Linked DNA regions of Mus musculus: regions 2 and 3 are each linked to region 1. Evidence: chromatin contacts called from public HiChIP or PLAC-seq and Micro-C data. All regions are on one chromosome and are shown on one strand. Each heading gives the region's core, a stretch centred on a gene start, on an enhancer-like site or on the middle of the called end of the contact. The rest is flanking DNA. Distances are from core to core; before and after follow the strand shown.

Region 1 (2,700 bases), core at 70-2,569:
TGTGTGTGTGTGTGTGTGTGTGTGTTTCTTTCCGATGCAGGGCGGTTAGCCAGGGGCTGCAGTAGCTTTCCACTCAGCCCAGCGACTTTTACACATCCCAGACATACTCAGCGCATCTAAGCAGCGGGCTCGAGAACCCAGGACTGAGCCTTCCCGGAATCCACTCAGAGCGCCCAGCCATTAATTCTCGAACTCTTAGAATTCTGTGGCTCCGTTGCCGACTGAGGATTGGGTTCCCTTAACCTAGGGCTTCCTCTTCTCGGGCAGGAGGAGGAGTCACAACCTCCCCTCCCTTTCTCCTCCGCCTACGACCAGCTTGATTTAAAAAAAAAAATCTAATCTTTTATTTAAAGTCAACGGAGAAGCAGGAACCCCGCGCTCCTGCCTAGAAGATATTTTTACTAACTCCTTAATCTCTGCCAAGAAGGGCAACCTTAAGGAACCTGTTTTCTTTTAAGCTTTAGGTAGCAAGGGAGGAGTGTGACAGTCTGGGCCGAAACTCGAGGGCTCTATGCACTTGGGAAGGGTTATTAGGGCGGAGGTAGGGTGGGACGAAAAATTTCCAAAGTACTAAACATTGAACACGAGAGTCAACTCGAAAAGCTTTGAATCAAATTGGGAGCCGAACGTACGTATGTGTGGCTAGCTCCCGGGAAAGAAGCCTCTTGAGTCCCCGTCCAAGCAGGAGAAAAGGGGTCAGGTGAATGAATACCCAGCTTGTGACCCTGAAGGAGGAGAGTCTTGGGCCAGGAGGGGATGTGCCCATAGCCTAGGCGCGCCCACGCGCACCCCTGGAGGAGAAAGGCCGAAAAGACACCTCCTGCCTCCGCCTGGGGCTGCTACCACCGGACTGCGCCCCCAGCGCCTTGCCCAGCTTCACCAGCTGAGCGCGAACCCCTCTGCTCTCCTATTCTCAACTAGTCTCCGAGCTGTTAGGACTCGTGGCAGTCAAAGGCACCTCGTCCGCCCCGCAGAGCCCATTTCTCTCCCCACCCCATCTCCCGCCAACGCCCCCAAATTTTTTGGGCTCGCCCTTCCTGAAAGTAGGCGAGGCCCAGAAGCTGAGGCTAGAGAGAGGAGGTGGAGGAGGAGGAGGAGGAGGAGGAGGAGGAGGAGGAGGAGGAGGAGGAGGAAGGGGTAGGAGGTGGAAAAGGGGCGGCGCCGAGCGGCCAGCCAGGGGGCGTGTCCGGCACTGGCCCCGCCCCTGGGTGCGCGCGGTGGTGGCGGAGGCCGCCCAGCCTCGCTCTAGAGAGACAGGTATCGCTTAGACGCCATGTTGTGAGCGGAAGTGGGGGAGCGCGCGGCCGTCGCTGTTCTGCTGGGATCGGGCGCGGGAAGCGGCGGGGAGGGGAGGCGGGGGGCGGAGCCGTAGTCCGGGCGGCGGAAGGAGGAGAGGAAGAAAGGGGCGAGCCCTGGTGCCTGGCGGCGGCGCAAGGCTCTCGCTTGGAGTGCGGGCGGCTGTGGCTAGGCGCTGGGCGTTCGGGTGGTCGGCGTCGGCGTCGGCGTCGAGCTCGCTCTCGGGGGAGCCGCGGCTGCCCGGCTGCTGCTTCTCGGCTCTGCCTTGGAGCTCGAGTGGCTAAGGAGCCGAGCCGGCTGTGGGGCGGGTGGGGAGGGAGGAGGCGGTGAAGGCGGCGGCGGGCCGGGGAGGGGGGGAAAGATGCCGCTGGCGCAGCTGGCGGACCCGTGGCAGAAGATGGCTGTGGAGAGCCCTTCCGACAGCGCGGAGGTGAGTGCAGCCGTGCGGCAGGGCAGGCGCGCCCCTTCCCCACGCCCCCGCCGGCGCTAGCTCTCTTCCCCGGAGCTGCCCCCCTTAGACCACCTCCGCCGCCGGCTCACATCTTGTTCCCGGGGCGAGATTCTGCTTTGGGTCGTTGGGCTTTGCCGATCTGTCTGTGTCTCCTTCCCGCACCCTCGCCTCTCCCTGCTTTTGGGGTTGGGGGGTGCCGGTGTGGCGGCGCGTGGGGTTTGGAGTGGGCGCTGAGGCTTTGCAAAGAGCCTGTTTTAATCAACTTTGCGTGGGGGAAGCAGGAGGCAAAGCAGGAGCCGGCGGCGGGGAGTTGGGAAGTTTGGCCCTGCCGGCTCTAGGGTCTTCTCCGGAATCTTAGAGACTTTGGATTCGGTTCACCAGGAGCCAAGACTTCAGTCTGGCCGCCGGAGGGGTTTGCTACAGGGAGACGGGCGCCCACAGGGCAAGGTGGGCGAGCCAAGCCGGGAGGGTTTTGAGTAAGGGGTCCAGGACTGAGGGATCCCCCCACACCCCGGTCAGTCTGCCGCAGCGCTCTCTGCCGCTGCTGCAAAAGAAAAACGGAGCGCCTTAGGTCCCCTACTCCTAGGTTTTGAGGTCACTGAGTTGGAAGACCCCAGTATAACTTTTGCTTCCTGTCCATGGAGGTGAGCGGGTGAAATTCAAGGAGATCAGCGGACGCTGTAAAAGGGCTATCTGATTTTCCTCTCCCGGGATCTGATGATCGGCCCTGAGATACCCACCCCAGTGTCAGAAACCCAAACAGTATACCCAAACAAGGCAAAACAGAATTTCCGCGGACACATCCCAGCACCGAGCTTTTCACAGCCGCCACTGTCCCAGAATCAACTGGCGATCTAAAAAAATAATGCAGACAAGATCCATTCCAGGGTATCAGCGCTCCTCTCCAGAGTGGAAAATCAGTTCCTGATGGTGGCGCGTCTGTGATTCCTCTT
Region 2 (2,700 bases), core at 146-2,645, 310 kb before region 1:
TTGAGACCTGCATGTTTCCTCTTGCTCTTCTGTGACTCTTTTGTCCTCTTTCATCCTGATATGTCTAGCAATGAGACACACAGAGCTAAGCCTCCCTAGCACAGCCCCACCTTGATCAGCCAACCCTCAGCCAACTGTAGACTTGTAAGCATTATACACCACTGCTATCTTAAAAACCATTTAGGGTGGATTGTGAGGCAGCAATAATTAATTCCCTTAATATACATTTCTGACCTTCACTGCCCTAGACCAGTAATCTGTAAATACATAAAATATAGTGCCAGCTTTATTTCAAGGATGGAAAATATGTTATCAAAATATTACCTCGATGATAGATTATTTCTCTATGATAACTCAAAAATAATTTACCAACAATCTGTTGTGGATTGGATGCTCTGCTAGGCACAGATATGGATAGAGGTATACAAAGTAGTTTTCCATGTCCCAGACTCTAGTATTTGGACTCTAATAAAAAAAAAAAAACTGGAAAGACAACTACAAAGGCCATTGAACCAGGAAATGATTAAAAAAAAAAACTTTCTCTTTTTGAGATTTGAGATCTAGTTTCCTGGAGGCAGATATTGTGATGGTCTTGATTTGAATGCTGAACCAAATGTGTCAAGGACTTGATCTTCGTGACTCAAATTCAGGAAATTCCTCTTGTCTCGATTGTCTGTGGATATGACTGATTTGACCTAGATGCATGACTTGTGGAGGAATGTAAAACTCCCCAAGGCTGGGATATTCTCAGTATGTATGGATGCTAGAGGAAAACTGTCCTAGAGTGTAATCAAATGGTGAGCCTTATAATCAGTTGTTAAGCTGTCAGAATAGACAGAAGGGTTATGGTCCCAGAGAACAGAGGTACTTGGTAGAGTATAAAGAATGGCTCCAGTGAAACAAAGAGAGATCAAAAGGAGAGAAATTGAAAGATAAATTTCAAAATGGCAGCTGAGTCAACTGGAAAATTCCCAGAGAAGCTTTGTTAGTTCATGAACTTGTTAAGATGGGTTTTGGCAGCAAGTGAGACTTTTCACTTTGTAAGGGATGCCTTTCAGTGTGCTTTGTTTTGAACTTCCCTTTCTATCACATCAAAGACCAGAAAACCCTGAGAAAGAAAAGACTGTTTTGCTAGGTTAGAGGTAGCATCTTGTGCTACCTAGGAAGCCACCACATCTCTAAGGAGCCTCCTTTGAGCACATAGAAACCTCCTCCAGGGAACAACTGGAAGTTGGGTCCTTTTAGGCACCAGGGAAAAGGTTTGTTAGGTTCTTCACCTGGATCCTGAGACTTAGTTTCTAGTACCTAGGGTTCTGAGATGTCATGTTAAAGGAAGTCCTGGCATCTCTGCCCCCTTGTCAACCCACACAGGGCGTTGTGACCCATCCAAACAGTAACAGAGGATGAGTCATCAGTAGGCTGCCTCTGAATCACAGCTCAATCCTGATGTGGAGAGGCAGACTGAATACAGCACTTGAAAACTAATGTGAATCAGGATGCATTGGAGATTTATATTTACATCTTAGAGTAATTGACTCACTGTTAACCTCCTCTGAGCTTAATAAAATAATAGGACATTCAAAGTCACCCTGATTAATGACTTCATTCCTGATTCAGATTCAGCCTCAATTTCCATCAGGTTTGGTACTGAACTTTAGTTTCAAATGGCCTGCAGGTCCCAAGTAATGACTAACTGAACTGCTGAGATTCCATAATTCATGATGTTCCAAACCCTTCAAAATGAGTGCTATTGACCATTTTATTTGCTTTTAGAGAAAGGAGCATATCTTTTCTTGAGATCATCTTTCCTAATTACTGTTGTTTCTAACACAATGATATTCTGATTAGTCCATCTTGTCCTGCTGGCTTGGTAGTTGCACACCTCCTATTCTCCCGTTTCTTTCCCAAGTAGGTGGCAAAATGATAGTTATATCCTGTAAACCCCTAAATCATTTTCAAAGCAATTTTCTCTAGCTCCTTCCATACTGTATTGTACCCCTTCATGGGGATCAGAAGGCAAGTCATTGTCAGGTATTTGCTTATGACTTTTGAACCATTACTATGTCAAGTGACGTCATCTAATTCTCCCAATAACCCTATTATCATTTCTTTTGTTCAAATGAGGAAGTTGAGTCAGCACCTCAACACGATTAAAAACCTCACCGATGATAATATAGTCGCTGAGTCATAAAGACAGATTTCTGAACCCAAACAGGATGAGTCCAGAACCTCTACTTCCAACTTTTATGCTACTAACTTGGCTAAATGCAAAAGCTAATCATCCAGTCCCATATCCCAGTCAACATTTATAAATGACACTTTTTGGGGATGGCACTATGAATGGAACCTAGGACCTTGAGTATGCTAGCCAAGAGCTCTACCAATAAACTATATCCCAGCCATGTTTGTAAATTATTATTTTGAGACAAGGTCTCCATAAGTTGCCTATTTATTGGGTAGTTCAGGCAGATATTGAACTTTTAATCTCCCCATCTTGGCTTTCCAAGTACCTATACTACCAGGCTTGCCTACAAATATCTTTTTTTAATTGGATATTTAATTTATTTACATTTCAAAAATTGTCCCCCTTCCCGGTTTCCCCTCCCCAGAGCCCCCATCCCATCCTCCCCCCCTTAGCTTCTATAAGGGAGCTCCTCCACTCACTCACCCACTCCAGCCTCACTCCTCTAGCATCCCCCT
Region 3 (2,700 bases), core at 50-2,549, 370 kb after region 1:
TCTCCTCTTCCCTCCCCCTTACTCATCAGGATCATCCTGTGTCCCAGGCTAGCCTTTAAGCCAGAACTCATTAACAGCACCATCTTCTATGCCTCAGCCTTATGACTGAAATACCCCCTCCACCCTCCAACATATTTCTACAGAAATTTTAGGCTTTGACCCAATATACAAATAATGCTGCATTATTATTATTCACCGGGTACGCAAGGCAGATCTCCATTGGGCATGGGGTCAGCTTTTATTTGTCACCTCTGGGTTCACTAGTCCCCAGCCTCCATTTGCAGGGGACAATGATCTAATTTCTCTCTTGTCTCACTTTCCCTGTTGCCTATTTTGTCTCCAGTCTAGCTCACTATCTCTTCCTACCACCAGATGGTGGAAAGTGGAAAGGAAACAACAGACTGCTCAATGAATGCGGTCGCAGGCAAGTCTCTTTGGCTGAAAGGTGTGGTGGAGAATAGACTCCAAAAAAGAAGCTCGTTGAGTTGCCCAGGAATTCCTATGGATTTCTATTTTCATTTTAGTGTCCACTTAAAATTGTTGTCTATCCGGGTTTGAGGCTCAATAGAGCACAGTGATGCCTGATGGAGAACCAGCCAATCTTTGTCTCTGGACCTAGAAACATTCCTAGGCAGCAGAGCCCCACACCTTGTCCGGGTACCACTGGGTCAGGTGTAAGGAGGGTCTAATCCTGGGAGGGGCGGTGGCCAGCAGCGGACCTGCTCAGCAGCCTGACTGCGCCCTTCTCATTGGGCACCTCTAGCCCAGTACCACCTCCTACGCTCCAAACTCGCACCTGGTCTGCCAGTACTCCAAAGCCACAGCCAAAGGCCCCTTCCTCCCACAGCCCCCTGCTAGCAGCCTTCTTCCTCTATGTCCCCCCCCGCAGGGAAGGGGTGTCACCTGTTAATAACAGCAGGTGTCCCGCTCTTCACCTGCCACCGGCTTCCCCTCCCCCAGCCCTCCTTTCTCGGGGTTCTGCCTTCGATCCACCTTTTCCACGTGCCCCACAACTCCGACGCCCCCACCCCCACGGACCCCCTAAATCTCCTCCAGTCTCGAGGAGTCTCGCGGCATTTCCCGGGGCGTGAGCCGAGCCTAGGCGGATAGGGGGCGACCCTCTGCGGAGCTCCAGCCGGGACAGAGCCAGAGGTGAGGGGGGCGGCCGAGCCCCGCAGACAGAGGACGAGCCCCAGAGTCGGGCTGGACACTGCTCGGGCCCCGCCCCTCGACCCCGCCCCCGCCTGGCGGCCGCGCCTCTCGGGCGGGCGGAGCCGCTGAGCTTCGCCGCGGCGGGGAGGAGGGGAGAGCAGGCTCCGAGGCGGCTGCAGGGCACTGGGCTGGGCGGTGCTTTTTTTCTTTTCTTTTCTTTTCTTTCTTTCTTTTTTTTTCTTCTTCTTCTTCTTTTTTTTTTTTTTTCGCAATTTCCACTCGCAGAGAGCAGGAAACCCGGAGCAGCCGGGTGCAGTGGGGCCGCGATGCAGCAGCAGCAGCAGCAGGAGTCGCCCCAGGGTAGCAGCGGCAGCAGCAGCAGAGGCAGTAGCGGGCGGCGCTGAGCTGCCACCACCGCCGCTGAGGACGAAGCCGGCCCAGCAGCAGCCGCGTCCCGACGCTCGCGCCCCCGATCCCTGCGCCGCGACCTCGGCGCTCCGAACCCAACGCCCGGTTCCGCCAACTTTCACGCTGCTTCGGCGGCTCGGCTCGTCTTGGCGCCAATGGGTGAGTGCAGGGGCCGTTCGAACCTTCAGCCCATCTGTGTGTAGGGGTCGACTGGCGCGCCCATCCCGGGACCGCGGACCCGGGGAGGGCGCCCTGGAGCAGGGCCGGGAGAGTGACATCGCGCAGAGCGCCCTCCCTCGCCTTGCGCACCCCCATTCACTCTCACTTGCTTTAGTGTCCCTGCGGAGCCCGCGCGCGGCACGGACTGGAACCCGAGGGGGCCTGAGCAGAGAATCGCGGGGGCTAGCTCCGGGGCTGCTTGGGTTGAGGGAGTCAGGGGGTGTGGTTGGCTTCTTCGGGTGGGCGGGGAGAGTTTTGTCTTTGCCATTCTCCCACCCAAGTGCACCCTCCCTGGCGCTGTGGACCCGGGTACCAGGATTTGGTGGGCTCTGGCCCTGTACAGGGCTCTTGGGCCAGCCTGAGAAGAGCCTTGAAGGTCGGGGTCTCTGGGAGAGGGTTAGACTGTCTTTACTGCCTGATGATGCCGGTGGTGGGAGGTTAGGAAACGCCCCAGTACCGGGCATGGCGGGCTGTCCCAGGGTCCTGAGCTCTTCATGCGTTCCCCACTTGTGCCTCCACCTCTCACTCTGTCTTCCCCCACGCCGAACCCCTCTCCACTCTGTTACACTCAAAGGCTACTTCCTATATCCTCCTCTCAGTCTGCAGGGCCAGGAACTGGAAATGGTGATCCAGTTTTTGATGCACCTAGCAAGCATAATTTCCATGTAGGCAGCTAACCTTAGCTCTTCAGGATCCTTTTTATTATAGACCTGACAGTGTGGAAACCACCTTACTGCCCAGGGGAACTGGCACTTTACTGAGCAAAGGACTTGTGACTGTCTGGTCTCTAGTAAACGTTTGCTTTATCTAGGTACTAGCCTTGCTCATTGGTCAGCCTTTGCTTGTTATGCCTCTAGCATATGATTTTTGGGGTGTTTCTAGGCCAAGCATAGCAGTTTGCACATTATAATGAATCGTTAT

The links. Hi-C and Micro-C count contacts between places; a contact is called where the count stands out from the background. HiChIP or PLAC-seq counts read pairs in DNA pulled down with a chosen protein or histone mark.
Region 2: a contact with region 1 is called in an H3K4me3 HiChIP or PLAC-seq map of bone marrow-derived macrophages, with 3 times the contacts expected there. The contact joins the enhancer-like site here to the promoter of Rps6ka3 in region 1. A contact is called at or near these places in 6 of 484 Hi-C or Micro-C datasets (the G1E-ER4 cell line, the N1E-115 cell line, cerebellum and 2 more) and 3 of 115 datasets of contacts at active chromatin or transcription factors (bone marrow-derived macrophages, embryonic forebrain and large pre-B cells).
Region 3: a contact with region 1 is called in a Micro-C map of embryonic stem cells, with 5 times the contacts expected there. The contact joins the promoter of Sh3kbp1 here to the promoter of Rps6ka3 in region 1. A contact is called at or near these places in 3 of 39 promoter capture datasets (embryonic stem cells, erythroid cells and stem cell-derived epiblast-like cells), 3 of 484 Hi-C or Micro-C datasets (embryonic stem cells and pre-megakaryocyte-erythroid progenitors) and 1 of 115 datasets of contacts at active chromatin or transcription factors (microglia).

The regions. Positions count from the first base shown.
Region 1 is chrX:159,254,463-159,257,162 of GRCm38.p6, forward strand. It overlaps Rps6ka3 (ribosomal protein S6 kinase polypeptide 3), which reads left to right and starts at 1,320. Exons shown (of 22, transcript NM_148945.2): 1 at 1,320-1,726. The coding sequence starts at 1,658.
Region 2 is chrX:158,939,831-158,942,530 of GRCm38.p6, forward strand. No RefSeq gene overlaps it. Among named protein-coding and RNA genes, the nearest start is that of Rps6ka3, 310 kb to the right of the region's middle. Within about 2 kb of position 1,396, at least 13 of the 459 cell types and tissues checked have an H3K27ac peak or open chromatin away from gene starts, as enhancers often do. A contact at or near this core is called in the N1E-115 cell line and bone marrow-derived macrophages, where this site is marked.
Region 3 is chrX:159,625,973-159,628,672 of GRCm38.p6, forward strand. Sh3kbp1 (SH3-domain kinase binding protein 1) reads left to right here and starts at 1,300. Exons shown (of 18, transcript NM_001135727.2): 1 at 1,300-1,719. The coding sequence starts at 1,716.